2 separate regions of the Mus musculus genome follow, and region 2 is linked to region 1. The links are chromatin contacts, called in public HiChIP or PLAC-seq maps. All regions are on one chromosome and are shown on one strand. Each heading gives the region's core, a stretch centred on a gene start, on an enhancer-like site or on the middle of the called end of the contact. The rest is flanking DNA. Distances are from core to core; before and after follow the strand shown. Region 1 has its middle 9.0 kb from the start of Apobec3. Region 2 overlaps Gm41361 (a long non-coding RNA gene).

What was found. HiChIP or PLAC-seq counts read pairs in DNA pulled down with a chosen protein or histone mark.
Region 2: a contact with region 1 is called in an H3K27ac HiChIP or PLAC-seq map of microglia, with 4 times the contacts expected there. The contact joins two enhancer-like sites. A contact is called at or near these places in 2 of 39 promoter capture datasets (the SN4741 cell line and embryonic stem cells), 6 of 115 datasets of contacts at active chromatin or transcription factors (the SCID.adh cell line, embryonic stem cells, microglia and 2 more) and 3 of 9 other capture datasets (adipose tissue, liver and macrophages).

What each region holds. Positions count from the first base shown.
Region 1 is chr15:79,881,187-79,885,601 of GRCm38.p6, reverse strand. No RefSeq gene overlaps it. Among named protein-coding and RNA genes, the nearest start is that of Apobec3, 9.0 kb to the left of the region's middle. Within about 2 kb of position 2,046, at least 228 of the 459 cell types and tissues checked have an H3K27ac peak or open chromatin away from gene starts, as enhancers often do. A contact at or near this core is called in microglia and pancreatic cancer cells, where this site is marked.
Region 2 is chr15:80,032,248-80,036,431 of GRCm38.p6, reverse strand. Gm41361 (a long non-coding RNA gene) reads right to left here. Exons shown (of 4, transcript XR_875489.3): 1 at 3,739-4,184; 2 at 3,005-3,157. Among named protein-coding and RNA genes, the nearest start is that of Gm41361, 2.3 kb to the right of the region's middle. Within about 2 kb of position 1,406, at least 25 of the 459 cell types and tissues checked have an H3K27ac peak or open chromatin away from gene starts, as enhancers often do. A contact at or near this core is called in microglia and pancreatic cancer cells, where this site is marked.

The sequences.
Region 1 (4,415 bases), core at 797-3,296:
CCTACATGTGAAGGGCAGAGGGCTGCTTTCAAGGGTCAGTTCTTTCTTCCCACCATTTGGATTCTGGAGACGCTTGGTTCGCCATGCTCAGTGCTTCTATCTGTGGGGTTGTTTGTTTGTTTGTTTGTTTGTTTGTTTGTTTGCTGGCTGAGACCAGGTCTCAGATAGCCCAGGCTGACCTCAGACTCATTGCATAGTGTAAGATGACCTCACACTCTTGATCGTCTTGCTTCCTCCTTCCAAGTGCTCAGATTTTCAGCTTGTGCCTTGACTCCGGGCAACAGTGAATATTTATATAATCCTCAGCATGTGTGGGTCAAGCATTCTTTAAAAAAAAAAAAAACTTATTTACATTCCAGTCATTGCTCCCCCAGGAGCCAAGCATTCTTTATATTTGGCTATAATGATAGCTAATATAATAATAACACAATAAACTAACAAGTCAGCTGGGGCCCGCATCCAGCACTGAAGGAACTCTACTAAAGTTCTCACTTATAGAACAGAAGTGCAGACGAGCCTGTGTGACCCACCACCTGCCAGGGCCCACATCCATCACCACCTGATGCCACTTGGTAATGCCTGCCGTGTTCACAGGTGTCCAGGAGTGACCACTACTCTGTGGGTGTCAGCCTTCTCCTCCTGGTTCCTTGAACTTGTTCTCCAAATAGGTTCTAGGACAAAGCAAGGCCATCCTTCCTCAGCTGCTGCAGAGGACGGGGTCCATCTCATCTCTAGCCAACAGTATCACGTGTTTATGAAGACTATAGTTAGTGTATGTGATGCTCAGGATCAAGCCCAGGGCCTCAAGAGTGCTAGGCTAGCAAGTGTTTTACTGACTCAGCCACATCCCCAGACAGCTTGCAGTGGGTTCAGGTTGGGAAATAAATAGCACGTCAGGGAAGCAGGTCTGACTTTTAGAGGATGCCACTAGGCGGGGACACTGGTGGCACACCCCTTTAATCCCAGCACTGAGGAGGTAGAGGCAGATGTATCAAGAGCTACTCAGAGGAAACCTTGTCTCAAAAGAAAAAAACAAAAACAAAAAAACAAACCAGAGGCCAGAGAGATGGCTCAGAGGTTAAGAGCACTGACTTCTCTTCCAGAGGTCCTGAGTTCAATTCCCAGCAACCACATGGTGGCTCACAACCATCTGTAATGGGATCCTATGCCCTCTTCTGATGTGTCTGAAGACAGCTGCAGTGTACTCACATACATAATATAAATGAGAGAAATAAACATAAACACAAACAAAACAAAAGCCAAAAACCAACAACAACAATAAAATAAAACCAGAGTAATGTCCAGTGTGGTCCAGGAGAAAGCAGTTTAAATACACACACACACACACACACACACACACACACACACACACACACACGGTGAGGTGAGGGCACAGCTAAGTACACGGAACAAACCAGATAGTGTCTTTTGCTGTGGTGTTGTTTTGACACTGGGCCTCATTAGGCTGACTTTGAACTTGAAAGCTGGAATTATCTACCCAGCATGTATACATGAATCTTTTATATACCATCTATCTACCTATTGTCTACCATTTATCATCCATTCATCTATACCATTTATTACCAATCTATCAAGTTATCACCTATCTACTATCTATTGGTCACCCATTGATCATCTATCATTTTATTTACATTATTATTATTATTATTATTATTATTATTATTATTATTATTATTATTAATTTTATCATTAACTGATCTACAAGGATTTCAGCTTCAGGGCCATTTTGACGTTGACCACGGGGCTCAAAGCCCGCTCTCTTGGCCAGAACAGAACCCGCTTGGTCATGTCGGGGCTCTGGCCTGAATTCCTAAGGAACAACCTAGTTCGCTTGCTCATGCTCTGCAGTACGCTGCAGTTTGGCGCCTGATGCGCAGGACCCATTTCTCCCTTCCTGTTTCAAAGCCCCGAGACTGGAAACACAATGGAATTTGCAGACTTGGTTCGCTCTATTCGGCCCAGGCCACCCCCAGATTTTCCGTTGGTTCCGCTGGTGGGTCAGCCTCCGGGAAAACAGCCCAGCGGAGGATGCGGCCGCGCCATTCACCCTGCAGCTGCGCAGTCTCCTGTTGGGACGCCAGGGCGGGTCCTCTTGTTGTCCCCGCCGCCGCTGCTTCTCCGGCCGCCGCCTGCAGGGGGCGCCGGGGTCCGGGGAGCCGCAATCCCTGCCGCCACCTTCACCCCTGTGACAAGATTGTGCAGATTTGGGTGGCTATGCACCTCAGAGCTCAGAACGGCACGTGGGCGCTGACATTTCAAACTAGTTATATCATGGGCCAGCGATGTCTCCGGTGATAAAAGACTGCGATTGAATAGTTTTGCAAGCTACGAATCTATACCAATATCGGAGAATATTCCTAATATCCAGTGCGTGATTAGTAAGGAGCAAACGCAAGGCTGGCTTGAGTAAGGGGAGCACCGAGATCCCGAGCAAGAGAGAACGGAAGGGCCCAGACTTGGGATTCGAGAAGGCAGGTGCAGGTTTTCAGAGAGGGAGCCTGGCAACAGACGCGCATCCTGTTAACCAGTGGCTTTCCTTTGGGCCACCAGGTTAGGTGAACCAAGAACCAAGGGGTTTGACTCCAGGAAGCCTTTTTCCACATATGCTAAGTATTCCTGGGGCGGGGGTCCCATCATGCATTTGCACTCAGTGGCCCTCAGTGGGCCAGCAACACCTAGAGATGCTGATTGCTATGGATCTTAAAGCTTTTTGTATGGAAGTGATGTCATCTATGCTCACATTGCATTGGCCAAAGCAAATCACATGTTCACAGCGTACCTCAAAGATGGAAAATCTGATTCCATCCTGTACCCAAAGAGGGGTGGGGGTGCGGATTCTGGGAGCAATCCTGAGCCTGCGCGTCTCCCTGCCACTGCCACTCAGTTGTGGTCACGGTCTCTGAACGTCTGTGCCAATAAATACGGCAAGGAAAGGGAGGGAATTGCTACTGTGTGCCGGTGTCAAGGTTACCTTTATATCCTGACCTTAAGGTGGACACATTCTGGTAGATCAGGGTCCCTGGTTAGCATCAGGGTCCTAGCTGGGACACAAAAGACCATTTGCTAAATTTCAGCCTATCCTCTGTCATTCGGTTACTAACTGGGTGATGAGAATATTTAGTTAAGAATGGAGGGAAAGGGGGACGATCAAGTGGCACAGACCTTTAATCTGGGCATTTGCAGATCTCTGAGTTCAAGGCCAACCCACATAGTAAGTTCCCTCTAAGCCAGGGCTGAACAGTGAGTCCCTATTTCACAAGACAGTAACGGAGGTAAAGAAAATTTAGAAAACAGCATATCACAGTCTAGAAATCCAGTAATATTCTCCTCTCAATGATTGAATTATTTTTACCATTTGCCTCTATTTCTTTCCTGTATGAAAGCACTCAAAACATACCCAAAACCTGTTGTAGAACCTTGAAAATAAAGTAGAAAATTAGAGTTTTACTATGTAGCCCTGCTTGGTCCTATACTCTGCCCAGATTCTACCACCTGCCCTCCTGTCTGCCCCCCCTCCCCCCGTATTACAATTTAAGCTACAATGCAAAAATAAAATCTTAGAAGCTACCACTTAGAGGAGATACCTTGCGTAGAAAGGAATGAGGAAGATTCTGATTGGTCTAGGGCTTCTGCTTTCAGGTTACTGGTTTGTTGTTGAGTATGCTTAGTTGCTATTATATTACATTGTATCTATGACTTTAAAAGGTGAATCAATGTTGCCAAATGGTTCTTTATCTATAACAACGAATACACGATGTCTAAGGGTCAGAGAGAGGGCTCACAGATAAAGGCGCTTGCGGCCAAGCGAGGGGAGCACCTAGAAGAACAGTGGGATGAGCCACCTTCAGTCTCTCCCACTCACATGATAGAAGAATATGGATGTATACAAGTTTTCTGATCTCAGTATGTATATGGGTGTGTGAAAATGCATACCAGGAACAAACATAAAATAAAAGCAACTAATCAGAAAACTGCATGGCAAGCACAAAGACTGAACAGTTCTCCAGAGCAAGCATGAGATTGGAAATGCACGTTCTAAGACAAACAAGCAACCTTCAGGGAATGATTTTACACATGCAGCCATGAATCAGCATTGCAAGGGCTAGGAGGACATTTCATTTGCTGGACTAGCAATCTCATTGCCTCTAGTTATGAATCTGTGACTGTCAAAGCCTCGGAGCATGACAGTCTGAAGCCATGGAAACAGGTTCTATTAAAGGGCTTGGGAGGTTCGTTGCTAAAGAGCTGGTCTTACAAGCCTGGAGACCCGAGTTTGGATCCCCAGAGCCAACACAAAAACCCAGGGATGATTCTCCCAGTGAATGGCAAGATGGGAGTTGGAGCCCTAGAAGCATGGGGGCCAGTCAGCCTGCCCTTTGTACTGAAGTTCCCAG
Region 2 (4,184 bases), core at 157-2,656, 150 kb before region 1:
TCCAGACACTGTAGAAACCTCAGAACAGCAGCCTGGGATACAGCCAGTCTGCTGCTCTGCTGCAGTTATTAGGTACAGGCATGTCTGATTCCTGAACACACACACACTCATACATCATACATATATTCCACACACATACATATCATACCCCCTATTCATATACACACACAAACACCCCCTTATACAAACCCATTCATACAAACAAACACACATACAACACACATACACACAATCCCCCCACATATACAAACACATACATCACACACACATATACACACACCACATAAACACACGTGCCACACATATATACACCACACACACATACACACAATCATACCACATACACCCCACACACATATACACACACATACCATACACATACACCATACATACACCACACACATACACACCACACACACATACACACATATACCACACACCCACATACAACCTACCCCCTCACACCATCCCCCCCACATACACAACTTACACACACACACACACACACACACACACACACACACACACACACACACACCCCTAAGACTTAACTTTGACTCCTGTGTGATAGTGTTTCTGTTGCATCATCCCATAAACACTCGGGAATCCTTGAGATAGACACTAAGGCTCAGCCCATTCAGCCATAGAAACAAGCTCAGAGATATTAAAGTAAATCATATGACATCACACAGCTGACAGTGACCAAGGCCAGGCTTTGACCCAGGCTGTGCGCTCCACATCCAACCTTGGGGCTTGTGCTTTGAGAGCTGAGACTCTTCTAACTTCTCTGTTCTCATAAAGCCCAAGGCTTCCCAAGGTCCCTGCAGATTAATGTGGGGGCCCAGCGTGGCTCTAGACTCCTAAATTAGGGAAGGAGCTCTTTGCCCATGAACATGAGCGCAGTCAACTATCAGGGGGACCCTGGTTTCTTGTTCTGACACAGTGCCCAATCCGTTCATGTCCGTCCATCAAGATGCTTCTCAGAGACCAGTCCTGTGCCAGTCCTTGGGGGATAGACATTAAGACTCACCCTCTGTTCCTACCCCAGGATGACCAGGGCACAGAACAGGTCTGATTAGCCAGAGAAGGGCAGGAGGGACACTGTAGGCTGGGTGAGTCCTAAGCTCTGTGTTGTGAGTCCTAAGCTCCTAGGAAGCTGTGAACAACAAAAGAGAGAGGGAGCTGCAGGGACAGTGGCTGCTGGGGTCCCCACACCTCTCTGGAAGGATGGATGAGGCCACCCAGGGCACCATCTAGGAAAGGATGTAGCTGCTGCCTTCCCACCCACAAAGGGAAGGGGAAATCCAGGCTAGAGTGAGAGGTAGGTGGGGCCAAAGGTCACACAGTGGGGAGGGAATTGGGAAGCAGGCAGTACCCTGGCTTGTCTGACACATCCCCTGCCACTGACCTCCTTGCTCACTTCCCCCTTGTCCTCTTCTTTAATGAGCAAACTGTCCCCACCACTGGGCCTCTGTATTTGCTCCTCCTCCAGTCTGGAATGGTGCTCTCTCTTAACCATTCTTGTGAAAGTTAACATTTTTTTTTTCTTCTCCAGAGTCTATATGACATTGATTGGTCTGGAACTCATGAGGTAAGTCAGGCTGGCTTTGACTGTACGGTAGACCCTCCTGCATCAGTGTCCCGAGTTCTGGGGTTAAAGGCTATGCCATCACACCCAGAACAATGGCTGACAAGTGTCAACTTAACTGGCTTTCGATTCACCCCGGAGATGGAGGGACACCTCTGGGCGTGTCTATGAGGATGTTTTCAGAGAGAATGAACACAGGAGAGACCTGCCTTGCACGTGCTTGAGGCTGTCTGGTAGACTGGGGCCTGTTAAGGAAGAAAGAGACAGTCCCACGGGCAGTTTCCTTGTCTGCATCCTAAGCCACTGTATGCAAAGTGCTCTCTGTTCCTCCTACCTCCTCTTTAACACCACAAACAAAAATGAATCTCAAGCCAGGCGTGGTGGCTCACATCTTTAACCACAGTGCCTGGGAGGCAGAGGCAGAGGCAGGCAGGTCTATGTGAGTTCAAAGCCAGCCGGGTCTACAAAGTGAATTTCCGGACCTCCAGAATGGTTACACAGGGCAACCCTGTCTCGAACAAAACAAAATCTCCTTTCAGGCCACTTGATCACAGGGACAGAAAAGCAGCTAATGTAGTTCATGTCCTTCAATGTCTTCCTCACGGGGACTCCTGACCCTTCTAAGGGGCCTTCTATAGTGGGGTCTCTCTCTCTGTCTCTCTTCTTCTTCTTCTTCTTCTTCTTCTTCTTCTTCTTCTTCTTCTTCTTCTTCTTCTTCTTCTTCTTCTTCTTCTTCTTCTTCTTTCTTCTTCTTCTTCTTCTTCTTCTTCTTTCTCTCTCTCTCTCTCTCTCTCTCTCTCTCTCTCTCTCTCTCTCTCTCTCTCTCTCTCTCTCTCTCTCTCTCTGTTTTTTTGAGACAGGGTTTCTCTGTGTAGCCCTGGCTGCCCTGGAACTCACTCTGTAGACCAGGCTGGCCTTGAACTCAGAAATCCACCTGCCTCTGCCTCCCAAGTGCTGGGATTAAAGGCGTGCGCCACCACGCCCAGCTTGGTGGGATCTCTTTTAAAGGAACCAGCTCAATTCAGGGTTCAGGACAGGAACCTGGGAAGGAGCAGCAGAGGTCATGATTGATTGCCTGCGGTCATTCCAGTGTTAGACTCGAGGAAACTGAGGCACAGAGAGGCAAGGCACTGCCCCCTTGGCCCTGGGTTTCTGGGATCAGACACGGAAGGGCTGGGCATTCTATGGCTTTTCCTCCTTCAGCAGCGGTAGGATGTGGGGATGAGTGGGCAGCCTCCTACAGATGACCTGCCTGCTCCAGACTTCTTTTCCTCATCTGCACCGAAAATGCCAACATTCCTTTTTCTGGTAGGCCTCAAACACATCAGAGAAGCACTGTACCTCTGAGGTACGTCCCCAGCCTTCTTTTCACTAAATATTATGTTATTGGTTATTATATTGTGTGTGGATACCTACATGCCCCGGTGCATCGGTGGAGGTCAGAGGTCAGCTTTCAGGAGTCGGTTCTCTCCTTTCACTGTGGGCTCCAAGGATGGAACATAGATCTTCAGATGTATTCAGCAAGTTTGATACCGGTTTTCATGAACATCTTAGTTAGGGCTTCCATTGCTGTGATGAGACACCAGGACCAAGGCAACTCTTAAAAAGACAGTCATTTAGAGACTGCCATATCCGGGGATCCATCCCATAATCAGCTTCCAATCGCTGACACCATTGCACACACTAGCAAGATTTTGCTGAAAGGACCCAGATATAGATGTCTCTTGTGAGACTATGCCGGGGCCTAGCAAACACAGAAGTGGATGCTCACAGTCAGCTATTGGATGGATCACAGGGCCCCCAATGGAGGAGCTAGAGAAAGTACCCAAGGAGCTAAAGGGATCAGCAACCCTATAGGTGGAACAACAATATGAACTAACCAGTACCCCTGAGCTCTTGACTCTAGCTGCATATGTATCAAAAGATGGCCTAGTCAGCCATCACTGGAAAGAGAGGCCCATTGGACTTGCAAACTTTATATGCCCCAGTACAGGGGAACGTCAGGGCCAAAAAGTGGGAGTGGGTGGGTAGGGGAGTGGGGGGGAGGGTATGGGGGACTTTTGGGATAGCATTGGAAATGTAAATGAGGAAAATACCTAATAAAAATATATATATAAAAAAAGACAGTCATTGAATTGGGGCTGGCTTACCGTTTCGGAGGTTTAGTCCATTATCATCATGGCAGGAAGCATGGCAGCGTGCAGGCAGACTTGGTGATGGAGGAGCCAGAGTTCTACATCTTGATCTGAAGGCATCCAGGAAGAGACTGAATTCCACACTGGTTGGAGCTTAAGCATAAGAGACCTCAAGCCCGCCCCCACAGTGACACACTTCCTCCAACAAGGCCATACCTATTTCAAAAGGGTCACACTTCCTAAGGGTGCCACTCCCCATGGGCCAAGCATTCAAACACATGAACTATGGGGCTATACTCAAACCACCACAACTAAGCTACTCAAACAGGCCTTACATTAGAGTCCGGGCGGACCTTGAACTCTCCCTTCCTGGCTCTGACTCTCAAGTAGCTGGGATTGCAGGTCTGGATTTAAATGTTAATTTTTAATTGGCACAAGCTGTTCATGACGATGCTAGGGGA